3 separate regions of the Pan troglodytes genome follow, and regions 2 and 3 are each linked to region 1. Evidence: chromatin contacts called from public Hi-C data. All regions are on one chromosome and are shown on one strand. The core of a region is the stretch at or near the end of the contact, and the rest is flanking DNA. Distances in the headings are between cores, read along the strand shown.

The links. A called contact is a pair of places that touch in the nucleus more often than the background predicts.
Region 2: a Hi-C map of stem cell-derived neural progenitor cells shows a contact between it and region 1, with 16 times the contacts expected there. The contact joins two enhancer-like sites. A contact is called at or near these places in 5 of 7 Hi-C or Micro-C datasets (blood, induced pluripotent stem cells, a lymphoblastoid cell line and 1 more) and 1 of 1 other capture datasets (stem cell-derived neural stem cells).
Region 3: a Hi-C map of stem cell-derived neural progenitor cells shows a contact between it and region 1, with 10 times the contacts expected there. The contact joins the promoter of LOC107973898 here to the enhancer-like site in region 1. A contact is called at or near these places in 3 of 7 Hi-C or Micro-C datasets (blood, induced pluripotent stem cells and stem cell-derived neural progenitor cells), 1 of 1 datasets of contacts at active chromatin or transcription factors (stem cell-derived excitatory neurons) and 1 of 1 other capture datasets (stem cell-derived neural stem cells).

What each region holds. Positions count from the first base shown.
Region 1 is chr13:109,699,936-109,704,659 of NHGRI_mPanTro3-v2.0_pri, reverse strand. No RefSeq gene overlaps it. Among named protein-coding and RNA genes, the nearest start is that of CREB1, 59 kb to the left of the region's middle. Within about 2 kb of position 2,664, at least 11 of the 24 cell types and tissues checked have an H3K27ac peak or open chromatin away from gene starts, as enhancers often do. A contact at or near this core is called in induced pluripotent stem cells and stem cell-derived neural progenitor cells, where this site is marked.
Region 2 is chr13:109,210,439-109,215,162 of NHGRI_mPanTro3-v2.0_pri, reverse strand. No RefSeq gene overlaps it. Among named protein-coding and RNA genes, the nearest start is that of CPO, 56 kb to the right of the region's middle. Within about 2 kb of position 2,137, at least 9 of the 24 cell types and tissues checked have an H3K27ac peak or open chromatin away from gene starts, as enhancers often do. A contact at or near this core is called in stem cell-derived neural progenitor cells, where this site is marked.
Region 3 is chr13:109,393,479-109,398,202 of NHGRI_mPanTro3-v2.0_pri, reverse strand. LOC107973898 (spidroin-2-like) reads right to left here and starts at 2,687. Exons shown (of 1, transcript XM_063790685.1): 1 at 1,726-2,687. The coding sequence starts at 2,598. The coding sequence ends at 1,726. KLF7 (KLF transcription factor 7) reads left to right here. Exons shown (of 6, transcript XM_054679242.2): 2 at 1,595-1,661; 3 at 3,128-3,367. The coding sequence starts at 3,266.

The DNA of each region.
Region 1 (4,724 bases), core at 1,415-3,914:
AGCCTCCCCAGTAGCTGGGATTACAGGCATGCGCCACCATACCCGGCTAATTTTTGTATTTTTGGTAGAGATGGGGTTTTACCATGTTGGCCAGGCTGGTCTCGAACTCCTGACGTCAGATGATCCACCGGCCTTGGCCTCCCAAAGTGCTAGGATTACAGGCGTGAGCCACCACGCCCGGCCAATTCCTCTCTTTTTACAAAAGTACTCCCCAACCTTATTTCTGTAAAAGGCATTTCCTTTGTTTAGGACTGCTGTCTACCCACTGTTCACATCACAGCTCCTGTGTAGGTGTGTCCTCTCACAGCACGGGGGCTCGTGACACAGGCATGCAGGCAGCAGGCTTCTGTTCAGTGGTTCAGGAGTTGTCACTCAGGTCCAAGAAAACTGCTTTGCAGCGTCTACCCTTGGCATGGTAACTCTTATTGATAGCCTCCTCTTGGTCTGTCATTTCTCTGTAATTCCTGCCCTGCAGGAAACCAGAAAGTGATTTTCTATGCACAACCATGAACCATGTTTTTACCTAAAAATATATTTATGAACTGATCTCTTGTTTCCTCCAAATATTAAACCTTAGAATGGAAGAGGACAGTCATTTCTGTAAGATCATGTTCAGATTAGAGATGCAAACATTTTCTGTCCTAGAGTTCTTCGAAGTTTACTGTCATGAGAAAACATTTCTTCCCTGAGGAATTGAATTCTGAAAGTTCAGGAGCCCAGTAGCATCATAATTTTTTTCCATTCATTTCTTCCAGTGCCCTATAAAACAATCGCAAAAATAATACAAACTCGATCCCAAATTAGATATAAAATATGCAAAGGTGTTGTGCTATGTAAGTAATGTACTTATTATCACATATGCGATGCAAATGGATGCAACATTCTACAGAATACTTCGGGAAAATAGAGAAAGTAAAAATGTTCTGATTTTAAACACAAAATAATTCTATTCAGAAGTTAGCCACGAGAGGGCAGCATTGTCTACACAAACACAGAATGGCGACTACATTTGAACCTCAGACATTTTCGTGAGGCTGTTTGACCATTTGGTTTCAATCACAGGGAATGATCATAGAAACAGCATCATTGATGCTTAAATTCACAGTTTTTAAAATAAAAACTCTAATCTCTTCGTCTGCGCAACCATTAGGACAAGGCTAAATATCGTGGAACAATGACACATATTTTTCTTATATTTCTCTGTCTTTTCCAGCGTGTCTTCTTCACGCTCTATGCTCCGTTTCTGTAGTTTACTTATTTTGAAAAAAAAAAAAAAATCACCCGACTATTATTATGATTCTGGCCACATGAATCCCAGTGAGCATCAATTTCTTTGTCTACGGAACTTTTTTTTTTCCCCCGGAGTCTTGCTCTGTCGCCCAGGCTGCAGTGCAGTGGTGCGATCTCGGCTCACTGCAACCTCCGCCTCCCGGGTTCAGGTGATTCTCCTGCCTCAGCCTCCTGAGTAGCTGGGATTACAGGCGCCCGCCACCATGCCCAACTAATTTTTGTATTTTTAGTAGAGACGAGGTTTCACCATGTTGGCCAGGATGGTCTCGATCTCTTGGCCTCGTGATCCACCTGCCTCGGCCTCCCGAAGTGCTGGGATTATAGGCGTGAGCCACCGCGCCCGGCCATCTACAGAACTGGTAAGCAGTCTAGGGTAGTAAATAGAAACGGGGCCCCAGCTGTGGGCAGGGGCTGCTTCTGCCACTTCGAGATTTGCTTTTCCCCATAGATGAACTGAAGGTAATAACAGCCTCTGCCTCTCACTGTGCTGTTGTGAGGATGCACTTTATAATGGATTTCATAAGGTGCCTGGCACATAGAAAGTGCTCAGTAAACATTGCGGTAACAGTGGTGGACTCTTTTTTTTTTTAATTGAATGAGTTGTCAACATTTAAAAATCTGGAGAGCTCACATAAAAATCCTCACTGATCAGTTTTGTCCACATATGTTACTTGCCCGGCTTCTGTGGGCACACGGGTTGTGGTCCTTCGTGAGCCCTTCCATCTCCCACCATCTGTTTATTGCCTTTAGATGATGATAAAAAAAAAACTGCACCATGGCCAGCAAGAACAGCTGTAGGAAAGAAGACTTCAGATTTTTTCTCCAAGTTGCAGAAGATGATTGTGCTCAGTCCTAACAACTCTCTGTAGATTCTTTTATCTGAGCAATCCAAAGCCCTTAGCGCTGCAGTTTAATCTAATTTGTTTCTTTTGTCAGATTTCATTTTGAGGCTGAAGCCTTTGAGAGACTAGCAGAGAGCATTTCCTATGGGAAATTTGGTTCATTCATTCCTAGGTGGCAGGTTGGGGGGTCAGGATTGTCAAACTGGGGAGGACATCTGATGCCTGATGGTAAAACAAAAAGCCACCAGGGACAGGCTTAGGACAGTTCCACTGTGACATCCTTTTTCCTTTTTTCCCCTTCACTTCCTCAGCCCCCCTACCCCATGTGTTAAATGGGTTTTCTTATTTTTAATCTTAAAGAAAAAGAATTTGTGTTTATAAAATAAGATTTAAAAGGTTATTTCCTCCTCACAGTGGGAATCCAGGGAGATAGCTTGGCAGCCCCCAGGAGCTCAGGGAGGAACTCAGCAATCCTCTCATCTGTCTTACAGAACCGTGCTAAGTTACCAAAGGAAACCACCACTCATTTATCTAAACCCTTTGCAGTTAAATGCTCAGAGACGAATGCGCTTGTTGCAGCTGCTCTCAGGGTGGCAGCAGACACTCAGAATGGTGTTTCGATTTAACTTATTGCATTTCAGCTAATTGAAAAGCAGAGCACATCGAAGGGCCTCTGTGAGAACACTTTTCAGACTATAAATCGGGGCTGGAGGAGATGTTTAATTAAATCAGTCCTGAGGTCACAGGAAGGAAAAGCAAACCTCTCCCTCCCAGACTTGACCTGGTTCACGTAGCATGGCAGCTGGAGAACTTGGAAATGTGTTAGTAGGACTAATGTAAATATACCAGAATAAAGCACTTCCCTGCCAGACTACGAAGCAAGAAATCGGATCTAGAGACAGACAATGGCTCTGACCTTCCAGTTTAATTCTGTATGCAAGAAACACACAGATGAAGATGGCCGGAGAGGCCGAATTGCTACGTTTCAGATTGCAGTGCAAGGATAGACTTTCTTAAAAGAGCTTATTTCCAAAGAATTCTGTTATTTGCGAGCAGGGACTTGGGAAGCCTTGAGTCAGTCCTGGGTCAGAACTGAGTGTTTGAAGGGGTGAGTCATTAACTAAAACCCAACAGTTCATGAAGGAGGAAACCTAGTTAGAATTTGGGATCCTAGACAGGACACTAGCCAGGTGTCATCTGCAACAAAGGAAAGCGTGGCCAACCCAGCATGGCTCACACTGGAAGGCTCCACACAAACCTATTGGTCTCACTTTTCTTGCTGAATTCTCTCTCAGGTTCATGGGCTTGTATGATGAATGTTCATGCAACATCTCTCAACAGCCTTCTCTCCCCATCCTTCCCAAATTTAAAGATAGGATCACGTGACAGAAAGAAAAAGAGCAGAATGTAAATGTGAAATCATAGCATTTGAAGGTGTGATCTTGGTTTTTAGCTAGAAGACGAGGAAGCTGAAGAAGTAACTAATTCAGGCCGGGCATGGCGGCTCATGCCTGTAATCTCAGCAATTTGGGAGGCTGAAGTAAGCAGATCTCTTGAGCCCATGAGTTCGAGACCAGCCTGGGCAACATGGTGAAACCCTGTCTCTACAAAAATGCAAAAATTAGCCGGGAGCGGTGGTGCACTCCTGTATTCCTAACTACTTGGGAGGCTGAGGCGGGAGGTTGGCTTGAACCTGGCAGGTGGAGTTGCAGTGAGCTGAGATCACACCAGATCTGCACTCCAGCCTGGGCAATAGAGCCAGACCTTGTCTCCTTAAGATAATAATAATAATAATAATAATAATAATAATAAAAGTAATTAATTCAGTCCAGCCAGTCAGCATAGGGAGCTAACATGTTGGTCATAATTGCATGGCCCAGTCTGGAGCACATAGGTTCCTGTGATGAGCATCATGATGTGAAACAAAGGAGTCAGTGCCTTGGAATCATTACCCACTCCCCTTGCATCTCTAATCGTATATTGATTATGCTTATTTTTCATTCATAATTTTCTATGACTCCTTATTTCCCATGATACATCCAATTTCCCATGAAACATCCATATCAGTCCTATTACCCCTTTGGATCTATTTGTTTGCTGGATCAATTCTCATTAAGACTTCAGTTTCACAGTTGTGGGAGGAGGGCAGGAGAGCTGTAGGGGAGGCATTTATTCACTTCTCCTGGTATCTGAGCAGGTAGACACAAAAACCTCTCCCCATGCCGTTTTTTCCTTATCTCTTCCTCTTGGATACTTTCTTGGTTTCCACTCTCTCCTTCTGTTTTCCTCTCCCTTACAGACTGCAAAGAGGACCTGAAGGATGAGATCAGGGTTTGTGATAGAGGTCAAGCGTCTGCCTTACCTTAGGCAGCTGCCCCTTATCCCTCTTCCTGTTCTAATGATCAGCAAAGGAAAGAGCAGATGAGGGATCAGAAGAAGAGAAATAAGGACAGCAAAGCCAAAAGGTCCTGCAGGACAGGGGGTCTGGAGGCAGAAACTTGAGATCCAATGCTGAGATGGATGAGATGTTTGACTTGAGCAGTCATTCACCTCTCTGGGCCTCAGTTATCACAGCTGTAAATCAGAGGAACA
Region 2 (4,724 bases), core at 888-3,387, 490 kb after region 1:
GGAAATACCTGGATTTAGATATTTTGGCATCAGGCAAACACTTGATTCCTTAGATTGGGACTCAAACGAAAAGCTGAAAAGCTATCTTTGGAAAACAATTGAATGCAGGAATCATAAACATCATAATGAGCTGAGGGTAGACCAGGCATTCCTCTCACTAGAGTGGGTAGTTGGTATCTCATTAGGACTGTTGCATGTCTTAAGAGTTCTAGCTGTGTGCTCTGTTTGGGATTCCTGTTATTGTACAGGTTGCAAAGAGTTAACATGCATTTTCTCTGTGATCTATCCAATGTGTATTTATTTTGTTTATAGGACCTTGCCGCCTCACCATAATGTTTATAGGTTTTCTTGATGATTTCATTGCCTCTAGGGAATGCACTGCATCTCACCTCTTGCACATTACTCTTCTGTGGGAATCTGAACATTCTGTGTCTTGCGCTGCCCAGAGGAGTCTACATTCCACTCCTGCCTTCTGCTGAGTCCCCATGCTGAAAGCCCACCTGCTTCAGTAATTCTCCAGTCTTCCCCTTTCTGCCCCCCTGACTTGATTATTGATGAGCTTTCTTGAGCTGCCACCACCCCATTAAATAACCCAGTTCTGCACTTGGTGAATGGTTTCCCACTCTCTGCAAAATAGGCACTTCTCCCTACTTGTCCAGAAAGCAGTCTGGTCGCTGCTAGGAAGGCCTGGCCTCTTGGCAGAGGGCCATAGGAAGAACATCACCCCAGCACTGAAAACCAGTTTTTTGGTGTGTAAATGTTTTGTTTGTTTGTCTGCTTTGTTTTTTAGCTTTAAAAACATCACTCGGCCATGGGAAAGGCAGGTATATTTTGATTGCTATCAGCAAGGCATGGAAACACTACTTCTGTGCGTTCTCAACATGGATCACTCTTAGAATTAGGTAAGAGAGCTGAATAAAGAGAGTTTTGCAGAAGAAGGGATTTGCGGAGAATATAGAACAAAGTTCCAGTGCAAGAGGGTTGAGGAAATCAGAAAGCAACTAGTTTTCTAAATTAAAGGGAAACCACATACAGACTCTGGATGAATTCAAAGGCATTTAAAGGCTGGGCTTTTTTTCTTTAAGTATCATTTTCATTTGCACAGATTTCCCAAGCAATCCACCTGGCTGACTTTACTCTTCTCTCATCCATATGGAGGTCTCTGGCTAAGTCCAAGGAGCTATAAACAAAAAAATACAAATAAGAACTGTGTAAACAGGAAGTCAGGCTCCCAAGCGAGAAATGTGTCTAGTAAACGATGTGACAACACTAAGGAGTCATTGTAGCACTCCTTGCTCTGATCTTATCCAGCTCTTTCATTTCTGTAAATGTGCCTGCGTAAACCAGCACCCCAGCCAACAGCCTATTGCAGGGGAAAGACACCTGCCTAGCCTCCCTCTTATTCCTCCATCACTTAGTCTGTCCCGAGATGTCATTGTCAGGCATTGGTAATTACAGAGTCAATCTGCCCCGCCTGTGATGGACTCCGTGTGAATACATCTCTTATGTGTGTTTCACACGCACGATCTGGTCAACACCCAGTGTTCTTTTTTCTCCTCCCTCCTCCCATCACCATCATCCACACGTGGCCATTCACCTCACAGTCTGGTATCTGGGGCCAACCTTACCTCTCAGGGGAGAGACTGATTTGCTTTGCTCTTCACCCTGAACAAGACCTTTCATTTAAAAAGGGAAGATGCTTTATTTCCCTGTGAATTAGAATAATGAAATATTTCTTGTAAACCTGGGAATTAAAATGCAGACAATATGAGTCCTTCAGTTTCTTTTATTGGTCTTCAGAGGTGAACGTGGGAGCAGTTGTAAATATGCATCAGGGTATCTCCTGGTCTGATGGTATTGAAACTCCACTCACAGCAATGCTAAGTGTCGCTGCCGGATTTGTCTCCAAGAGCTCCCTCCCATTTCTCCCCACCCTCTACCTCACTTCCAGCTCCCTACCTTGGTTACAGTGACTTTGAAACTAGTAAGAAGCATTTTGAGGTGACACTCGAGTAGCTGTGTGGTCTGGAATGCATTATAATGTTATGTCTCAATTACAATATTCTTTGGTTGATACACAAGGCAGGCACAGCCAAGATCCAGCCTTAGGGTGCACTGCCACCTCCTGGAAAACCCTCTGTGTGCGGCGCCTGCTATCATCCTTCCTCCAATGCCACCAACCAGAAAACAAGCACTTGTTCATGGCCTTCTGTCTTTAGAATCCAAGATCTGGGCACACCTAGCCATCTTCTCCTGTCCCTTCAAATTGGAATGTACTAATTCCTGAAGGAAGTGAAAAATGTGTTGCATTGTCTTTTCTTTTTTTCTTTTTTTTGGAGACAGAGCCTCGCTCTGTCGCCCAGACTGGAGTACAGTGGCATGATCTCGGCTTATTACAACCTCCACCTCCTGGGTTCAAGCGATTCTACTGCTTCAGCCTCCCAAGTAGCTGAGATTACAGGCATGAGCCACCACACCTGGCTCATCTTTTATATTTTTGGTAGAGAAAGGGTTTCACCATGTTGGCCAGGCCGGTCTCCAATCCTGACCTCAAGTGATCTGCCCGCCTCAGCCTCCCAAAGAGCTGGGATTACAGGCATGAGCCACCGCACCCGGCTGCATTGTCATCTTAATTACAAACAAGTAACTAGGTCGGGGAAGCCACTGGTGCAGAGATCCGTGATCATTACTCTCACCTTCTGCTCCTGAGGCTGGTAACAGACGCTGCTTACTGTAAATGAGTGCCTGGCACCAGTAGGATCCTGCCCTCGGGATCTCTGGAAGAAGTGCCAACATTATTTACACCATTATGCCTAGCGTTCCATTATTGCAACGCTAAGCATGTGGAAGTTATTTATATCCCACTGCTCAAGGTCATTGCCAAGGTCTGATGGCAAAAATTCAAAAAATTGCAACCTCAGGCATAAATGGGTTAAGGACTGGACCAAGGACTTGGAGCAGAAGTCACATGCACAGGCAGAGTGTTGGAGTGGAGGAAGCCCTGAGTTCTTCGGCCCTATTGCTATGTGGTGATTGTTTGAGATTCCACCTTACCAGCATGTTGAGATGTCTAATGAGATATTTTCAGAAAACACCAAAGACACAGAAAAGCACCTATAGGTTTCCATTTAGACTCACAGCAAATGAAGACCAGCACACACAACTGTGTCTTCGAGGCGCACCCTGCTGACTAGAGGAGGCTAGCTGTCAGGTTTTGGCTAGAAAAGCAAAAATACATTTGGGGAGATATCAGTCCTATCATCATGAAAAATAATGGGATAACATTTCTCTGTCAACAGTTTCCTTTAAAATAACAAAAATATGATTATCAGGCAAATAAGAACATATTCTCATTAACTGAATTGATTGATTTCAGTTAATTACCTGAATTGCTTAAATTCAACTAGTATCCCTCTGAGTCAGCAGTTCTTATCTTTTGAAAGGGGGGTTACAGACTCTTTGAAAAATATTTTTTAAATGTGAAAATGTCTGTATGCTTCTTCCAGAAAAATGTATACACATTTTTTCTATTATTTAATAATATCTGTGAAACCCCATCACCACTGCCAAAGTGATCTTAACAGCACTTAATTAAAAATGCCTCTTGTAGCTAGTTTTCTTTGCAAGCCTGGGTTCAAGTTTTGGGCATCCTGGTTAATTTGGGGAGAAAGGAGGGGCCACAGGAATATTTGCAATAAGCAGATCCCTGGGTTGGGCACCTACAAGAAATGGCCAAGGATATTTCTACTTCTCTTCTGTTCCCTGGCCTCACACTGAAAGTAGATTTAAACGTTCATCGTTTGAAAATCCTGGACCTTCAGAGACACACATATGAAAAGCTCAGATAACACCTTGCTTCAGCTCAGCTCCAGGAAAACAAAGCTGAATCAGGGTTCTGCCATAGCACCTGTTTGGACATGCTCTCTGTATTTAGCCCTAGAGAAAAACCCTAATGAAAGTGATTTGGGAACATAGGCTTTCTTGTGGCAGGAGCATCAGACACCACATTTTCTGACAGTATCATTAGTGTTAATAGTCTTAACTCCTAATATTTACTAAGCTCTTACATTGTGATTAGAGTAGGTGGTCTAGGGTGGACAAGTCACTCTGTCATGGAAAATCATCATTCAAAGCACTTTACAAACGTTAACCTACCTAATCTCCCCAACAGCAGTGTAAGGTAGGTCCTCTTATCCCCAGTTTATCAATGAGGCAGTTGAGACACAAACATGTTCTGCGACTTGCCCAGGTACACAGCCATGAAGTGACTGGGTGGAGCTTTACCTGGGCAATATGGCTTCAGAGTTTTTGCTGTTAACGCTTCCCTAGAGTGTCTCTCACTTACCTGAATCCTGGGAATGGTTCATGAAAATAGATTCCTGAAGATTTGTGTAAGGGCACAGAGACATGGTTGCTACAATTAAGCAGACACTGTGAGTAGAATGGACTTTGGCTTTGCTCTGGGGAATCCTGAACCTAACTTTGAATGTATGCCCAGCACATAGTTGAGAAATAAATGATTTTACCTTCTTTTTGAGAATATGACACTTAGAATCTGCTAGGGTGAACTCTGAGACTTGTAGAAAGGCCCTGTGCTTTTTCTGGGTTAGGGGGAAGCTGTTGCTTTTTTTTTTTTCTTGAGATGGAGGTTCGCTCTTGTTGCCCAAGCTGGAGTGCAATGGTGCAATCTCGGCTCACTGCAACCTCTGCCTCCCAGGTTCAAG
Region 3 (4,724 bases), core at 1,438-3,937, 310 kb after region 1:
AGTAGCTAAATATAACTAATATTGAAAATGTGCCTTTCAGAATGCCTTGCTGCATAAATCTCTTAAAATGAATCTAAAATATTCTACAAAGCTTGGAGCAAAGATCATAATGAGGTTTGCAGTATTTGCTTTGTAAAATTTTGGTTGAGTCCTTTTGCAAGTCAGACGGCTGATAGTTACATAGGAAAAGTCTCAATGGAAGCCTCCTCCTCCGGCCCCACCCAAGCAATTTTTGTAAACACACACTGATTTAAAGCTGAGGAACCCCATTTTTCACCATACAAAGCTCAGTACAGAACAGTGTGGGGAGTCAGATGCTCTTGGATTTGAACCCCTGCTTGACCACTTCCACGTTGTGAGACCTTGACCAACTTACTATTTCCAAGCCTGGGTATCTTCATCCATAAAGTTGGGGATACTTTGGGGCTGTCCTTAAGATTAAATGAGACATTGCATATAAAATGTTTATGCACATACGGCACATTCGAAGTGCTTAATAAATGGGAACTATTATTTGTAAAATCTTCAAAGTCACGTTAACCGATATGTCCTATTTTATTCAAAAATGGTTATAATGTAACACACACAAAATAAGTTCACTTGAGTCTCAAGTACCAAATTATATGGTTGGTCTTGCCTCACCTTTTGCCTCTAGTTTTCTATACCCAAGTTCCTTTCCTTCCCCTATTATTCATGAACATGTTTTTTGCCCTAGTGTTTCTCAATGGTTCCTGCCCATCCCCCCAGTTGAAATAGCATGGGGGTCAGGGGAGAGCATGGAGAAGGGGAGACCTTGTAATAAACTAGCAAGGGGTTTCTACCTTTCCTCTATCTCCAAGATTCTATTAATAGTATATTCTCCTAAAGGTCCTATTAGTTTACATAGCTCAAGTGGGGAGACAATGATAGCTAATGTTTAGTATTCACCTAATAGTGTCAGATACTATGCTAGGTGAGTTACCAAAGATATTTTGACTCTTCATAACAACTAGACAACGCGGATCCCACTATTTCTGTTTCTGAGATGGGTAGATACAAGTTCTGACCCAGTAATTCGCTCAAAGTCGTGCAGCTAGTTATCTGGCAGCGTCCTTGCACATCTAATTGCAGATGCATCTGCATCTACATTAGAGTAAATGTTCCAATTATACTCATACAATGAATGCTATGAATCTAGCCAACAGAATTCCAGACACTAACAAGTAAATAAATCAGGCTTTCCTCAATCCCAGTAATTCATGTTTAATATTCCTTGGCAAATACTGAATTTCAATCTGTGCTTGTTTCATAGAGTAGAATCTTTCAAATGTTGTGTTATCGAGTCCTACATAGTCAAAGGGAAGGGAAAGACAAGGAGGGTGATTAAGGTGAAGCGTTTCTTCCATTACTGGTAGAACGAAGTTTCTCATCTCTTAAGCACCGAATTCTGCAATCATTCCAAAAGTGGAAGCTCAGCTCACAGCGCATTTTGGGGAAGCTTAAACCACACTAACCATTTAAGGTCAAGCAAACAATTGGCCAACCCTAACGTGTATGGTGCAGGGTTTTCATCTCAGATGTAACAGATCTCTCTCTGTCTACATCCCAACTCCAGAAAACGAGAAATCGAGTTCCTCCTCTCACCATCGAAGCTCTGCAGACACCTCGCTGGAGACCCCATGGTGAGCCTCATCACGTAAAGGCCCCCTCGCAAGCTGCCGGCTCCAGCTTGCGCCCCACGTCTACCTAGGCTCCCTCTAGCCTCTTTAACGCACAGTCGAGCAACAGGCCCCTTGCAATCAACTCTAGCCGCCGGACTCCTGACCAGGTCTCTCGCTCGGGGTCAGAAGGAGGAGCGGGAGGGAGGGCGGCGGCGGCGGCGGCGGCGGCGGCGGCGCCGGCGCCCGCGGGGCGGGGCGGGGACTGTGCGCAAGGAGGGGGCGGGCGCAGGCCGCGGTCTCGCTCCGCTCCCCTTTGTTCTCTCCCATTGTGTGGCACTTCCTCCTCAGGCGCTTCTTCTCTGCACCCTGGCAGCCCGTGGGGAGTTCGGGAAGGGGCCCTGGATGCCTTTTCTGCTTGTTTTCGAGTACGTGAGGACCTCCCCGGCACCGCCTCGCGCGGGTCCCTGCCCCGTGCCCAGGCGGAGGCGGGGTGGCCAGTGTCCTTCCTTCCCGCTCCGCGCCCTCGGCGGCTTCCCCGCGGCCCCCTGCGCCGCGCCCCCTCCAGGAGGCGTCCTGACCCCGCACTCCGGACTTTCACCTCCCGACCGTCAGCCTCAGGGCCGCCGCGGCAACGCGCGACCCCTTCCCTCTGAGGGGCGCGGGCTCCGGACGCGCCGGGCTCTGCCAGGCATCTAGTGGAGGGTCGGAGGCCAGCGACCAGCCCGAGCCCAGCCGCCCCGGCGTCCCGGGAGCTGGCGCGAGTGTCGCCACGACCCTCCCCGTCCCTTGCGCTCGCGCTGCCCGGCCGCCGGGCGGCCGCCTCAGCCCCCTTATATAGCCCTCTAAAAATAGCTCGCCTCGCACCGCCTTGTAAGGCAGCAGGGAGATTCGAAGCGCGCCAATCCGCGCCCGCCGCCAGGGCCAAGCCCCGCCCCAGGCCCTGCTCCGGGCTCCCCATTGGTCCTCAGTGACTTCATGAGCCCCCTGTTTACCTTACATGGTCACACGCGGCCTAATGGACGCACTCCTCGGAGATCCCACGGCTGCGCGGAGAACCGAACGGAGGGAGGGAGTTTGGGGAGGGGGAAGAGCAGGAGGAGGAGAAAAGGGAGGGGGAAGACTACAAACTAGCAAGGATGGGGTGGGGGGTGGGGAGGGAAGGGAAGGGGGGGGAAGAGAAGCGATCGCGAGAGAAAAAAATGCAACCTCCCAAAATAAAGAGCAAAGATTGCATTAGGAGCGAACAGCGCTGCAGAAATAGATGGCAGCTTCGTGTCAGTGAGTTTGCATCCCCCTTCCTGATCCACGAGCTGGAGTGATTAGAGCCCTGGAAGGGAATTATTACTCCCGTGGAGAAGTCCCCTTTTCCTGGCAGTCGTCTGCACTGTACACGCTGGATGCCTCTCTCCATCCACCCCACTCACTCGCTCCTCTCTCACCTCCTCTCTCCCTCTCCTGCATTGATTTTTTTTTTTTTTCCTTTTTAGTTGACTGAAACAAAACAAAACAAAAGGGCCACTGGATGTCTGCCTTCTTGGGGGGTGAGCCAGACAGACTGACAAACAAACAGCCCCAACTGTGTTCGGGGGAGGGTTTCGCCTCCCGTTTTGCCCGGCAGCAGCAGCATGGACGTGTTGGCTAGTTATAGTATATTCCAGGAGCTACAACTTGTCCACGACACCGGCTACTTCTCAGCTTTACCATCCCTGGAGGAGACCTGGCAGCAGGTGAATGATTTAAATTACTTGTGTAAATCGTGTGGTGGCGGCGGAGACGCAGGGGCTGCGTTGGTGTGGGCTCTGGGTTGAAATTTTTGTTTGTTTGTTTGATTTTTTTTTCTTCCTTTTTGGCTGTCTGTTGTTGAAAATGTTTTCTGAAACAGTCATCTGCGCTTACCTCTCCACCCACCCCTAACCTCGTAGAGTGCAGAGCTGAGCAGCCGGTCCGAGCTGCCTGCGTTTCAGTCGCCAACACACATCCCTGCGCACACGTTGTCGGGTTTGCTGTCCCCTATCAGAGACCTGCCGAACTTCTGGGGTTCGGAGGAGCCGGGTGGGAAGGTGGTTTGGGGTGTTAGGAGCGATTGCTGACAGGGACCACGTTCTCGCGTGCATGAGCTCTACCCACTTGATACCTGAAATCAGGTTCATCTGTTTCAACTGGTGCTTATGACCATCGGATGGGGGGCGGGGGAGGGTGGGCAGGAGCAAAGCGGAGTGTTTTTCAGTAATTAGCGAGTGTCAATAAAGAATAGGAGCTTGATTTTGAGATTAGAAGGTAGGCAAAAGAGAGAAGAGCCCACTGACAAAAGATACTCAAGGAGGACGGGAAGATGTAGCTGAGGCTGACAATGAATTGTAGGTTTTCCCAGTGTGATGCCTTCAGAAAGAGAACACCCTCTATGCGTGTCCTTGTTTCTCTTTTTTGTTTAGGGTCCTTCTCTAGTTAGGCAGCACAACCTCGGACAAAGGCTGATGTGTGCTTCCATGCCTTTGACTTTGTCTTAGAGGACTAGTTAAGAAACTCCCAGGATGCTGAAGGGCACCGATGCCAAGTTGGCTAGCCGTCCCAGGGAGGATGAAGTGGGGCTGGTGACAAGTTCACTGGGCTTTGTGAAGTGGAATAAAGAAAGTGCTGGTCAGTGGAAAGTGCTGGCTCTGCTGCGGAAACAGTGGTTTTTTTCACCAGCGATTAGGAGCTGCTGAGGGGACATTCTGCAGGAAAGATGGTGGGTGGGGGCGGGGGGACACGGGTATTTAAAAATTGTACAGTGTGCACCATGGAAAGTCCAAGAAGACAGTCCGGATTTGCACATAGGAAGTGTGAACTTGTACAGTCCGTCCTGGAGAAACCCGCTTGCCCTTGGGGGGAGGGCTGTGAGAGGCTCGGTGTGTGGCTGCTCGTGTAATTTCTTCGCTTAGTGACAGCAGCTTGTTAAGGCTAATGAACGGCTGAATTTCCTCTGCCGGGATCCAAAGCAGGATTTGCCAGCTTGAGGCTGAGATGTAACAGTCTCTGCTTTAGCAAAAGAGGTTTGGCTTTTGGTATAAGGAGCTGAGTGGCAAGGCGGATCCTTTAACTGTA